2 separate regions of the Gasterosteus aculeatus genome follow, and region 2 is linked to region 1. The links are chromatin contacts, called in public Hi-C maps. All regions are on one chromosome and are shown on one strand. The core of a region is the stretch at or near the end of the contact, and the rest is flanking DNA. Distances in the headings are between cores, read along the strand shown. Region 1 has its middle 7.0 kb from the start of LOC144383298. Region 2 overlaps LOC120825197 (BCL11 transcription factor A).

The links. A called contact is a pair of places that touch in the nucleus more often than the background predicts.
Region 2: a Hi-C map of tail fin shows a contact between it and region 1, with 1.9 times the contacts expected there. The contact joins two enhancer-like sites. A contact is called at or near these places in 2 of 6 Hi-C or Micro-C datasets (tail fin and whole body).

Annotation. Positions count from the first base shown.
Region 1 is chr9:7,353,908-7,361,284 of fGasAcu3.hap1.1, forward strand. No RefSeq gene overlaps it. Among protein-coding and RNA genes, the nearest start is that of LOC144383298, 7.0 kb to the right of the region's middle. Within about 2 kb of position 3,739, at least 3 of the 9 cell types and tissues checked have open chromatin away from gene starts, as enhancers often do.
Region 2 is chr9:7,429,440-7,436,816 of fGasAcu3.hap1.1, forward strand. All of the region lies in intron 2 of LOC120825197 (BCL11 transcription factor A), which reads right to left. Among protein-coding and RNA genes, the nearest start is that of LOC120825197, 21 kb to the right of the region's middle. Within about 2 kb of position 2,987, at least 3 of the 9 cell types and tissues checked have open chromatin away from gene starts, as enhancers often do.

The sequences.
Region 1 (7,377 bases), core at 2,489-4,988:
TTTCTCAGAGCCTGCCATTCCTGAGACGTTCCGTGCCCTGTGGTCACCGCTCCGGAACCGGCGAAAGGACCGCCCGCCGGGCCGACCCCCAGAGGCTCCCCGCTCGTCTGGCCGCCCGCCGGGCCGACCCCCAGAGGCTCCCCGCTCGTCTGGCCGCCCGCCGGGCCGCCCGCCAGAGTTTCCCGGGTGGTCCGACCAACGTCTCGGGGTTCCCTCCCCCCCTCCCCTTGTTTCGCTCTAGTGTGAGCCGCCTGGAAGTCGGCCCTTGAGGGGGGGGTACTGTCACGGTGTGGTTCACTTCCTGTCTTATTTTGTAGTTTTCTGCCACTCGTGTCCCTGGGTAACTTCACTTCCTGCCTTGTCTCGTCATCCCCTGTGTTCCTCTAATAGTTTCCACCTGTGTCCAATCACCTGCACCTCCCTTGTGTATTTAAGCAGTGTGTCTCCTGTGTCACTTGTCGCGTCATTGTCTTTCGTCTCACATGTTGCCTGCTGGTTTTCCTCCCGGTTCCTGCGTTTTGACTATTAAAGTCTTTTGTTTCCCGCAAGTCTGCGTCTGAGTCCTGCCTTCCCTCAACCCTGACAAGATGAATGGATGCAGATATACATTGCATGTGCTTTCATGGTTTGTCCCATGCCTTTTTGGAAGAAAATTGGCTCCACATTTTGGATTGCAGATAACTAGAGTCTCACTGTTAGACCGCAACATATCATCTTACTACCGCGCTTAAAAACCCTGACAAGGTTACTCGTAAATGCGGTGGCCGGGCTCTCAAGGCAAGCATTGCAAGCCTTCACCTATTGTTAAGCAAAGTGCAACTCGCTTCTTCTCTTTGTGGGTAAGATTTTCAATGGGAGCCACCATGGAAGGCGGCAGGCTGTTTGGTCGGATAATAAGCGGAGAGGAGTCAGAAGGAGAGAAGTCATTAAGACCTGCTCACATATAATCATCTTGATGCCATCACCATCACCATCTTTCTATGTCCTTTTTCTTTTTTTCTCGGCTGTCTCTCTCTTTTGCCCTCCTTCCCCTCACATGAAAGGGCCGCCTCCCGCTGCATGGCGAATGGAAATGATGGAGCCTGATAAAAAAAGAAAGATGAAAAGTGGTTTTGAAGTGGTTTGCCACATTAGTTGGCTTCCCGCTTCCAACCTTTCAATTTAAGCAAACAATGCGTTGACTAGGAGACCTGCCAAGCTTGAGTATTCATGGAGGCAAGAGTGCAGCTCAGAAAAGAGGTAAAAATTAGATGGGTGGACTGGGTGACCGGTACATAGAAGTGTAGGGGTTGTAGCACAACTGAAGAAATAATTTTTGTACAAATACATTGCCGTTGTTTTAGAAATATAGGTGGCACCGTGTTTCCCATCAGACCAAACATCATCAATTGGTTTGGAGGAAAAACGAACCGTTCGTATGTAGTTTTACTCTTGGAGGAGAAAGCTGAAATGCTGTTTAACAAAAGTCTACAGTTCTGGTAGCAGCTTTGTGAGGCTGTACTGTGTTTGGAGCTGAATCCTAACATCTGCGCTATGTTAAAGCTTGCAAGGACAATGCAGGTAAATCGTTTAATATGTTGAGAATCGTATTTTAAGTTGATTATAACAATTTGGACAAAGTGTTGTAATTTATTCATGAAAAAAGTTATGAATTACCAATTTATTTATTTTACAGGTATCTAGTAGTGATTGAACAAATACACTTCAGAGCTAGCAGATGAGTTGGGTGATTAGTTAATCCATTAATCCAGTTTATCAAATTTCATGGCGGACCATCTGAAAGTATTGGGACATCCACTGGAAACCACACGGACGAATGTTGTAGAGGTGCCAGAGGGAAATTCCACAGTAGGCCAAAGACATTACTCGTTCTCTGGACACTGTGGGGGGAAAGTGAATGCAGGGTATTCATCCAAATATCAAAAATGTCAACTTCATGACATTGCTGAAGTCAATAATATCCAAGTTTTTGCGATTGAAATGTCTGACCTGCTGGTGGCGCTAGAGTAAAATTAGGGTGGGTTTCCTGCTGTGAGGAACGTGAATGTCTTTCGCAATCCAGCTCGTAGTTTTTTGAGGTGGTTCGGTCTTGGCCAAATTTGATGGACGAACAAACATCAACATGGATAACGCCATGCCGCTAGCCCGCCCCAAAAGTCAGTGTGTATTTTTTTAGAAATGTGAACTGATTGCAGCCAGTCTGTGCATATCGAGTGCTGAGAGAGCAGCAGATGCAATTCAAGGTCCTTCTTTTCACTCAAAAAGTCCTCCATGACCAGCCTCCCTCCTTCCTCACCCGCTCCACGGCTATGCTGCTGCAGCTTTTGTTCTCCGTAGACGCCCCCTCCCTCCGAAAAACCTCTGTGTGATTGACTAAAACTACAACTGCTTTTTAATGTATCCTTTGCTATCTTTTGTATGTTTGGTATACTATGATCTAGGTTGTTGCCTATTTGACTATCTGTAAAAAGGATCATTATTTAACTGCATACATGTACTGCACCTTTAAATACATGGCTTGTTTACATGCAGGTGCCTCATTCCCCTCCGGGGCAGCATCAGTAGGCGACTGCTGTAAATGGACTCTCGCAATCATTTAAGATGGCGTAACGCATCAACCAATCACATGATCCTCTACCCCCTCACACCCTCTGGCCTCAGCTGGTACCATGGCATTATCAGAGAAGCAAAGCAGCCATTTATACAAATATACACACGTACTGTATGCATGCACACACATGCACACATGCACCACCTCCCTTGTATGGCTTCGGGGCCATTCCAGGAATGTCAGAGATGGTTTCACCCTTTGTATCTCTCCTCTTTCACCAGCGCTGAAAGATGGTGGCCTGCATGGTTTGAGATTGTCATGGCCCAGAAACCCATTCTGAGTGACTGAAATATAATAAGGCCAACTAGCCTCTGAGGGTAGAATATGAAACCAGCACAAAATGGTGGGGAAACCCGTCGTTGATGGCTGTCGCTGCCGTGAGTGTAATTTTCAAACTAGTGCAAACAAGCTGAACAATATACAGTATGGTGTTAGAATTTAAAACATGAGGACTGGTCAGTTTCACAGCCTGTAACCTAGTACTGCTTGGTTTGCTTTGCTTAAAAGGTACTATCCACTTACTCCAGAAGAGTAAGCATATTGTTTCTATCTAATTGACACTAAGCTCATGGCTTTTACCATGTCAACACTGGATTACTGCTGCCTTTGAGCCTGCAGAGTGGTTGACTTGGCCCACATTCAGGCCTTGTTTTCATAGTCAGACAGGCTCACATGCGCATAGTGCCACATGTGCACACACGCGGAAGCGAATCCCTCCATTGCTCTCACACGTTGACCATGTCTCTCGTTCCGTCTCTTCTCTCACACACACACACACACACACACACACACACACACACACACACACACACACACACACACACACACACACACACACACATACATACCATCCAACATTAGACGAGTGTTCCAAGGCCAATTTCACCGCCGCTGAAAGCCCCCGTCTCCCAGAAGCCCCTTTGGTTCAGAGGCTAGACCGGCTAGCGATTGGCCGGTCAGGGGCTAGTTTAGTTGGTGATTGGCCAGCAAAGGCCCCTGGTGCACGGTGACAGTAATTAGCACACGCCAACCATTAACAAACACAGATTAGGCATGAACCCGCATGGCGTGCTGCCATCACCGCGGTGTGTGGATGTGTGTGCGTCAACAGTGGTATTCCCCTGTGAGAGTCTGAGTAGGTCTCATTTTTACAGTTTGTGTTTGGCTGTATTCAAGACTTGGCATGTGTGAGCGCGTTATGCTGGTGGCTGCTTATGGGTTTTCCTTTTTCTGCCTGTGCATTTATCCAACCTGTCTGTATTCAAGAGTGTATCTGTGTGCATACAAGTGTGTCCGTGTATGTGTGCATGTGTGTTCTGCCTCATTTCCTCTTTGCCTGCTGGTCAATTTTGGCATTTGAAGAGAAAGATGCTGCGCATTCCCCGAGGCCCCTTCCCTTCTAGCACTGAATTAGAGATGGGGCTATGATATGTGGAAATGATTTTTTAAACGCCTCCAATCTCTGTTTCCCTCCACTTCTTCCTTTCTCTCTCTTTCTCAACCCACCCCCTCCTCCCTTCTCCCCTCCTGGGCTGGTGAATCCGCCCTGCTGTGTGCGCTTAATGAAAGATAAGAAGAGTCCTCCACCACTGACACTGAGCCACGGACCCTCAGAGGGCTGTGCTAATCTGCTTGGCCCCTAATGGGGGCCACTTTGTGTCTGCAGAGGATCATTTCATATCAAACAAATTGTGTCCTGTGAAACCCATTACATTTTGGGCCCTTTGGAGATGCTTCGCCCTTAGCTGACACATAGAGGACATCTTCGGCCCGACTTTTGATGGCGTATATTTTTCTTAAGCTGGTTTTACATTGAGCAACTTTTGTCTGTTCAAGATGAGCTTTGTGCATCTTTAAAACCTAGGCGTTCTTGCATTAAACGGAGATTGGGAGGGTGGGGGTTGAAACGATGAACGAGAGAGCCAGCAAAGATCTAAATGTGGAATATGGAGGATGGGGGATAACAGAGGGGTTGATGAAGGGTTAATGAACTCGGACTCTCATCTTACACATGTAATTGTCTCTCTGCATGCGGTCTCGCGGCATATGCCAACGACATCAGGAAATTCGAATAATATTTGACACATGCTTAAAAATCTATTTATTTACATGTGACAATGGCTTTGTGTTATGAAGCGGTGGTGGTGACGCAGAGAGCTCATCGCGGAATGCAAGTTGTTTGTTTAAGGTAGAAAATACAGTCAACGGTGGTAAAGAAAATCCAACGTGAGGATGAAAACACCTTCAGAGACAAGATGTTCTTAATACGTCTCCGCTCAAGCTGCAAGGCGCAACTGCTACGGTAAGCAGCAGCAGCCACAACACATGTATTGTAAATTTCTATTTGTATTGACAATAGTGTAATCCGCTGGGACTGAGTCACCCCTTGTGCAGGTCATCACTCTTAACGTTAACGCTTATATGTGTTTCTCCATATGCATGCATGTATGTGCGTGTTCTTCTGTGCACACCGTCCCGTGTGCGTTTCTGTGTGTGCTTTTGTCTGTATGTGAACGCCATCAGTTCTGCCAGGGAGACAAGAAGGGGGGTGGGGGGGGTTCGATGGGTAGAAAATGATCTGGGGCCGATACATATGAAACAGGAGGGCTCATACATAAACATAGCTCCAAGGCCCCGGGGCCAGGCAATCTACGAGGCAAATTGCTCACCAGTCAGCCATGGAGGCCGTTCTGTTTACTATGCATGAGGTCTTGTGACATGCTTTAAAGCCACCCCTAAAACAGGATGACTAGGCCAGTGGTGGTGAGGAGTTAGCTTTTTGTATCGCTGTGGTATTCTTTCCTGTGAAAAATATGTAGTGGGTGGAGAACAGATCATCGCTTTGCTCTGCGGAGCTGTTGTGTGGTGCACAGGAGATGCTGCATGAAAGGCTAAATATGACTAGGGGATGACCGTCCGTCTGTGTGAGTGTGACAGTCTGTTTGTTTGTGCATGAGTGTTACTGAGATTATTTCTCAGGTTATTTTGAGGTTCCCTATAGCCTTTTGCATTCGCAATGACAGACAGGAAACATGAGGAAAGAGAAGACGTGCAGCAAACGTCTCAGGTCAAAATCAAATTTTGCATTGTCCTGTCACACCATTTAGTGTTGCTGTTTGTGATAGACAACCAGGAAAACCTAATGTTCAACTGTCTATTAAAAAGTTATATGCGACAATATACAACAACATCACATATAAAGCAAAGTTTGGCAGATGAAATATAAATTCCAGGCTACTGCGTCCCTGCCTATGTGTAGGTTCTATTCAACACTGGAAAACCTGTTTAAATAATTCATTATAAAACTCTCTTAAACAAACACCGCAGTTGGTGTTTGTTGGAAAGATGGAAAGTCTTTGAGACTGAAGTGACTTTTCCAATGATCAGCAAGGTAAAATGTGTGTTCGTCATGAGTGTGTTATTCTATGTTTTGTGCATTAAGTAGATAGAATGATGTATCAAATTTCTGTCTCCTAAAGAAAAAAGACAGAATAAGAGGTTGTTTGTGGCTTTTTATCACCACATGATCAAATAGATTTTTTCTTTGCTCTATTTTGTCGAACAAATAATTAGACAAAGAACAACCAAAACCCAAATATTCAGTATGGTGAAAACATGCAAAGACAAAACCATCATGTCCTTTTAATTTGCAAGTAATGCTTTTGCAAGTGGAAACAGGAATGAACACAACGGAGAAGGACAGAATAACATAACCCAATGGGAAGAGATGTTAACAAGCCGCCGAGAACACAGCTGCTCCAGCCTGCATTTACCAGCCCGGTATCCCAGGGGGAGCCCTCCTCAATTCAATTTCAATCTGCTCGACCCCCAGGGTGCAGGTTCAAGTTCAAAGTCAGGCCGCCGCAGCACCAACAGGAGAATTGCCCACCCACGAGTCCCAGCCCTAAATGAACTATTCCAATGATAGATGAGATCAGGACAAATCCAACATCTATTCAAATGGCCTTATTTTCCATGAGTGTGTATGTGCGCGTGGTGAGTTGTAGGGGGCGACTGCCGTCACGTTACAAACACCTTTGCTGCCGCTCTCTCTCTATTTCTCCGTCCGTCTGCCTCTCTCTCTCTCTCAGGCTATAATTATGCTAATAATATGTATATAGCTGTGGCCCTGGAGGCTTGGGGCGTATTGAAGGCTCCCAGGTCTTTCTCTCCTGTAACAGTATTAGGGTGCTATTGAAAAGCGGATGGCGGGTGAGAAACGGGGGGCGGGATAGAGAGATAGCGCAGGGTGGCAAATGGGACATGACCACCGTGCTCTCTGTCATGACGGCGGCCATTGTCTGGCCGAAGAAAAGGGCCTCCGCCGCCAGTGGGACAATAATAGAGGAGCAAGAATGGACTGTGCATATTAAAAAACACAACGAGCTGCTCGGAACAACCTGCATGGGTACGGGGGAAGAGGGAATGGGAGGAAAATAGAAAGGAGAGAGAGAGAGAGACAGAGACAGACGGGTGTAAAAGCAGTTCGAGGTGGAAGAGAGAAAAGGGGTGATGATGAGAAAAAGCCACAAAAAGAGGCAGATGCACAGAGATAGCTGTAAAACCAGAAATGCTGTTATTTTCCTTTAAAGAGACGAGACCTGCTAATGTCCAGTTCAGAGTACAAAACCGTCCTAATGTCACATCAAGGCCGACCTCTGTTAAGCTGGGTGCAATCCGAAACGGAGAATTCCTTTAATCACAAACAAACGTGTGTCTGGGTTCACTTAACCCTCCTACTTCCTTTCCTGGTTCCTTATTATCAG
Region 2 (7,377 bases), core at 1,737-4,236, 75 kb after region 1:
ACAAAGCCGGATGCAGGAAATGCTGTGCACCAAATGGAAAGACGACTAGGGAATAGAGCAGAACCCAATCGCAACTTTTTAAAGTGTCCTGTGGACCAGGGGCCTGCACCGCTCTAGTGTTGGAGTCACACATCACACACGTAGACATGAGTGAAGCAGTCAGAAAAAGAAAGAATGGCGATCACCAGATAACGCTGCACGGTGGTCTTTGATGGCCTACATCTCTTGCATGAAGTAATCTTCTGGCTGTGGCTTTTGCGCTTCTGACCATTTCTCTCCCCTTCTCCTGAATGTTAGCCAGCAAGGATCCATTTTGGACAGATGACACCCAATCATGGTGAATCATCGCATGCACAATAGACCAATATGTTTGCGTGTGAGTGTGCGTCGTTGCCAGTGTGTTTTTCATAAGCATGCGCTTTTACATGCGTGTGAGTTTCTAGTCAGCATGCATGCTCATTGTTAGTGAGTGAGGTCATATTTCTGTACTTCCATGTATGCTTGCATCTGAGTGTGTGTGTGTGTGTGTGTGGACATTAGTATGTACTACGCTTGCTACAATCATTTTAGAATTAGCATCGCTCTACCCTGTCTGTTTCCCTACGTAACCTTACTCCCTTTCATCTTTGCTCGGTTGAACTGCATTTGAACTGACCACCCATCCACCCATCCATACGTCCGTGTGTCCGTGTCTTTGCGTCTCTATCCCCGCGTATATATATTCATCCATTGCGGCTTTGTGCTTGGGTGCGGCCAGGTCCGTCAGACCTTATAATCGCCCCGGCAATCCGTGTCTCTGATGCAGATCATTATTTGCTCTCTGCTTAAGAGAGACGGTGGGAGGCCGCACGCCGTTGTTTCTCATCCTAGCTCTAATGGTACCGTGAAAAGACCTCTGGGCTTCTAGGCTTAACCAGTCTAATTAAATGGACCATCGCTTATGTAAGCATCCGCGGAGATTATTTATTAAGTTGGGATCCGCTTCGCAGGATCAAACCGCCGTCAACAAAAGCCAGCGCTGAACGGAGTAGGTATTAGAATAAAGAAATGAATCAAAGAAACTGCAAACTGCCAAGTGTCAGTTTAAGCACACATATCCAGGTACATAAGAAGACTTAATCAAGCAGGAGTATTTTTGGACTCGAGCAATCTCCCAGATGGGCGCGGAGTCTCTGAGCACTTCAGAGGGGACATGTGAAAATTGTTCTGTCAAATAAAAGATATGTCTCAATAAACTACTGCTCAGCGAGGAGGACAGAGCAAAATAGGCTAATGAGGAAAATAAATAATAAAACAAAATTCAATGGACTACAATGGACTGCCAAAAAACAGACTTTTTTTCTCTTCTTCATTTTCAAAATGCAGGCTGTCAACGTCTTTCCGTACAAGCTTCATCCCAGTTTGAAGCGTAAGGACAAGAAAGCCTCCGTAAGACATGGGGCCAGAACCCTGCGCTTCACTATCGCTGCATAGCTCAGCTTATGACAGGCTGGCGTCCCCGCAGAAAGGATGGAGGGGAACGAGGGAGGTCAACTAGCTGCACATTTCTGCATAAATCTCCAGTTAGATAGCATCAGGAGAGCAGAAACAGCAGAGGGAGGCAGGCAAGCAGCAATGGATGATAAGGCCCCGGGGGGCAGCCATTCGACACTGTCAAAACTGTAAGTCTGCGGCTGTTGGATGAGTGGAGCGCGTTATGAGCCTGCATACCATTTGCCACAATGTGATTTGGCTTCACCGGAGCATACAATGCCCTACGTCGGACCGTACCCCCCGTTCCCCCACTTTGGTCATTTTCATAAAGGCACGTGTGCAAGGAGCTGGACAGAAAACAAAAGACTGTGAAGAAGTGAAAACATTTCAGTCACATCGTTATAGAGCTCTGATAATCAACAGCTTTGCTGGTGAAAAGGCTGAGCAGCATGAGGCACTAACAGAAATCACGAGACGCCCGCATGTCCGTCGGTGTTACATTCTCACAGAAAACAACGACTACATACTGTATGTCAAAGGAAATGAAGAACCAAATCACAGCTGAGGCCGTAGTGTGACTAACACTTCACAGGATGCAGAGTTAAGAATTAAATAATTTCAAGCAAAAACTGCAGACTGACATCTTCATAAGACTGGTGTGGCAGGACTGTCATCTTTAAATCAACTATTTCAGACACGAACACATAATAACCTTGTGGAAGTTTCAAACCAATGCTGTTTTATCTTGTTGTTTCATCAACAGCGGATCGGAATTCATAAAAAGCCGTGATTTGATTCGTTATATATCTATTTAATTTGTATCTTCCCAGCATCAGCAGGTTGCAGCAGTATGAATGAACAATCGTGCTTAATTGCGTGCTTAACAACACCACTTAACTCTTCAGTTATGACAAAGATTTTCACATCCTCTAATGCGCCAAAAACAGTAAAGTAAAAAGAAATATCCAACCAAAAGCTGGGGATGAACAAAAAAGCAGTGAGCAAGTGAGGGAAAAAAAGTTGAATAGGAAGAATGGGAAGTGACTTTGCTTGATCTGCAGGCCCAGACCTGCAGTCAGGGTATCTCTGAGCTCATGAAAGTCCGGACACACACACACACACACACACACACGGTGTGTCTGGACTGAGTAAACACTCCAGCCTGTCTGGAGGATAGAGTCATACCCTCTCTCTCTTTCTCCGTCCCTCATGCAGCCTGCATGCTCCCTTGTTACTCCTCCTTCTATCACGCTATTTCCTCAACACCCTGATGGCCGCACTGAAAGAGGTTAAAGTGGGTCTTTCACAATCTCACACACTTACACCGGCCACCATACACAGTTTCTCCCTCTCCTTTTTCTTTTTTTAACTCTGAAATACCCACACAATTTGTTTCTCCAAATTGTTCTTTCCCTAACAGCTGAAAGTCACAGTACCTTAACACCTGTGCCACGGTACACCTCTCATCTTCTCCGCCCACTCATTTAGTGCCGGGCACATCTCAAAATCCATTAGGCCGGTGTGTACAAGTTCTTTTCTTTTTCTCCTCCTACCTTTGCCTGGGGGTGCTCTGTCACTGTAAATAATATTTCCAGAGAAAGTGAGACACGTAGAGCAAAAGGAAAATGAGAGCGGGCCAAACAGGGAAAGACACTCCATCATTATCTTAATCTCCAAACGGAGCCGGAGGTGGAGTGGATTGGGGGGTCTTTGTTTCTGGGGTTTGGGCTTTCGAATGCACCTGGATCACTACTAAAACACCCCATTGTCATAACCGGTTATTTAAGTGGAAGTAGAGAACTGTTAAGAAACACAAAGTAACCACCAAGCTGGACCTAAATTCTTTGTTTCTGAACTCGCTCCCAAAAGCCCCAGAAGCTCTGAAGCATGGGCCGTCATTTAGCTGGTGAACAAGGGCGGTTATAAACATGTAGTTATTTTTCACCCTGCCCTACCACCCCAGGGTGAGAGGACCAGGGCATGTGAGCTCGGGCCAACCATAGCAGTTCGTTATGCATGCGAGCCTCAAGACATCGTGGAGGGACATGGCACTTTGAAACAAGAGGGCCAGTGTGTTGGAGTGTCCCGTGGCCCGGAGCGGTGGAGGCTGAGGGTTTAACACGCGTCCCATCTGCTGTGTGTGACTGTGCACACGGTGGTCGAGTGGTTAAGGGAGCATCAATAGCCGGACTCTTTGGATCAAGGGGTATCTAAGGGTCAGCTGCAGCTCACAAATCCAATTTCCTTAGATACTGAGAAGTAGGGAGTCGAGAAAGATATGCTTGGACATGCGGGGACCGCAGTTCCGACTTGGATGAAAGACGATTGTATCACAAGTTCACCATTTTTTTCTTTTACGTTTTTATTAATTTGTTAAATTACCTGAAATGTCTTAACAAGTCAGGTCTGAGACATTCCCTGATGCTGTAACAAGGACACAGCCACTAACATGGAGAACGCAATTCCCCCACCAACATCCATTCAGCCAACCCTACATTCCCCTTCCATTATTTATTCATCAAAGAAATAATATTGCTGGGCCACTTCTCAACCCAGACGCTTTCCAAATCCTTATTAAAATTGCAAAAAGCCCTCCTGTTCAGCCCTAATTCAGCCCCTTCAAAGAAGCACGAACAGACAAGGCAGCGCGGGGAAGTGGTCAGATATCCACAGTGAGCCACGAATGTTTATTTCATTACTGTTCTGCACAGTGCAAGAAGTTGACTCTAGAACTGGTAGGACTACAAAGAGGCGTGATACCAACCAGGGCCTCGCCTTTATGACACGTTGTTTTGCCCCAAACATCTCCTTTCCCAGTGACACAAGCCAGTTAATACCTGCAGGTAAAGTTTGCCATCAATAACAGTTTGTAAGATGAATGGGCCATGTGCTTGGCGACGGCAGGCCGAGCTCCACACCATTCTTCACCTCCGAGGTTCCCTGTACCAGATTTCAGCCTACTAATTGAAGACACGTGCTCTGATCAGCCGCCACAGCAACCAAGAGAGGCGGGTGAAATGGTGGATAATAGGACCCGGTGCAGCGCAGAAAGTTAACGCCCTGAGCCGTATTCCCTCTGCGTTCCAAAAGAAGACAAAATGTAAATTGATATCTATGGCACGTTTCGCCTTGTGTCGCTCTAAGAATCATTTTAAACGTGTGTCTTTTCAGTTCCAGTGCGGTTGCACGACCACACCGCCGACAGGCTGTTGAAAATACAACACGTGGACTCTTCCACTTATTCTCCCTAAAAGGTGTGTCAGGAACATGCACAGGTCCGAGCGGTAGCGAGCATGATATTCATTAAGGTAGCCAACCTGTAGGTTCCTTTGTGCCCAGCTGTACAGCATAAATCAGGCTTTTAACGAGGCTAAGGCCCTAAGATCTCAAACCGTGCTGGAATGCTACCTGCACAGCCGTGCCAAAAATCTGTCTGGGTCTAGGGCTCCTATAGATCACTGTGTTTATAGGGGGGGCTACAGCGACCTACCCTGGGGAGGGAAGGAGGGAGGGCGGAGCAGAGAAGCAGAAAAAAAGGAGGGCGGCAAAGGGGGAGGTGGTGGGGGGGTGCAAGAACTATTTTGATTGGGTCATCAGGTTTAAGTAAACATGTGTGTGTTGCGCTGTAAAGGTGCGAGCATGTGCTGCACCACAACAAATTCTCTTTTTTTACGAGGACTCTTTATATTTGGTAACGTTTAACCAAGGAAAAATGATGACAGCAGCTGAAAGGAGACAAAGAGGGACGACGGCAGTAACAGGTTTCAAAGCAACAGTCAAACAAGCGGAAGGAATTCCTTCTTCTTTCCAGGTAGACATGCGTGAAGAATAACGGTGAAAATTAGCTTTTAGACCTCGGAAAGAGTTGATAAGAGGTTACGTGAAGAAAGCCTGTTTGTCTTTGCAGACAGAAGGATTTATACACCGACAGCTGCAGGACAGAACACACAAATTTAAAGACTGACTGACTGACTGAAAGGTAAACCGAGTCCACCTTCAAGCCATTGTTCCTGCGCAGAAAGGGTCCATGAACTCAGACATTCCACGACAGGTAGTGGCAAGACATACTTACACACAGCCAATACACAGACATGATGCAAGTACACACACATTTGCACTCACTAGAGCATATCGTGTAGCCACACAAAGAGGTCAGAACTCTTGCTAGGGCAATGCGTTAAACTGTACTGTAGTTTACTTAATAGAATAGTACAGCAGCGCTTTCCAATGCAATGCCTTCACTCCTGGAGAGCTTACCACCTACCCAACCATTTCACCAAGAAGTCAGAGTGGAGGTGCTCATATTTGAATTAATAGCTTATCGCAGGACTGTCGCACAAACATAATATCAAACTTCATTTACAGAAGGCGACAGTTAGGTCTCAATGTAAGACGCCTTCAACATGCAGGCAATTTGCTGCATTATTTAATATTATTTTTCACTCCTGCAGTTTTTATCTCTTCCTCTTTTTTCTTTCTGGTACCTATTTCTCATTCGCAGAATGACATCCCTGAGAGGAATGTACCTCTACTCCTGGTCAACATAGGGTCTTAAGACCTTCCCTGTCATTTCAAAGGGGTTGAGAACCTCTGGCTGACGCATCGTCCCCCGGCGGACGGCCCGCGTAGCATTCTGAAAAAACGAACTTTCAGGCCTGTGCAAGGCCAAACGGTAAAGATCCCGAATGCCCATTCTATGCATGTCCAGCTGATACGTTGTAGACCTAAAGACCCTGAGAGGAGAGGGTTTTACAGCTAACCCAATGGCTATCTCGTCTACCTCTGCCACAGCTGTAGAGATATATAAAGCCAGAAAAAGATATGTTTACTGATAAAACACGTAGCCTTTATTGCCCTCGTCCGGTTTCATCACCTTTGCAGTACACAGAGGGGTAGCTGATGAAAGGAGGAATTAAGAGCAGTGAAGGAACAGGGATATTATCCGAAGAGGAAGGGTGCAGTTGAAGGGTGTCAAGAACGGCGTAAAAAGCTGTGGAGTGGAGAAGAAGGGAAAAACAAAAGAGTGGTGGACAGCTTTGCACTGCAGCACCCCATTCTAGATTACATTAGTGGCAGCTGCTTCCTTTGTGCGGTTTTATGGCCTGGCCCCAAGAAAAAGCTGCTAAAATTTCATTTAATCTGCTGCAGAAACTCAAGTGTCTGTCAGCCACTCAAACAAGGGGGCCTAAAAGCACCGTGCTCTCAAATAACTGAGGCAAAATAACACTAATAATATCTCCGTCCGTGGCCATACGGGCAGACATTTTGTGTAACCAAAGAGGGTTTGCCTGTGCATGGGAAACTGGCCCGCTCTCGGGCAGGCCTTTAATGGCGGGTGAGGGAGCTAGACAACGTCCCCCTTTTTCCCTCCTTCTCGCTTTTATTTATCTCCACCTCCTGTTCGTCTGTCCAAGTCATTAGCTTATGTTAATCACTAAAACTAGCAAGAGTGACCCACAATTTCATTTAGTATGCCACTATACTTAACAACAGATGACAACGCAGCTGCCACAACTCATTTATTAAGGTGAACTAATTGTACGACTGGGCCTATATCTCGTGCTAATTTGCATCCGTTGCCTGTCAGACTTTGACACATACAGTGTGTGCTGAAAGGAAAATCCAATCCTGACATCTTTCGTATTTAAATAGGTGTCTTAATTTAAACAAATCTTTGTTTGTTACTCAATTCATCTCAAGATTCTGCTTTTAAGACCCAGAGCGAGAAGAAATTATGTCAAACAAACGATGTCAGAGCAAAAATGGGGCACCGCGTTTTGCTGGCGGTGTTAGCCGGACGCAGGAGGTGAGCTCTGACAGCAGTTGCAACTGACAGAGAGCAGAGGTACAGGCGGCGGTTAGGGGCAGCTTCCTTCCAGGGCTTTGTCTTCACAAAGCGGCGTT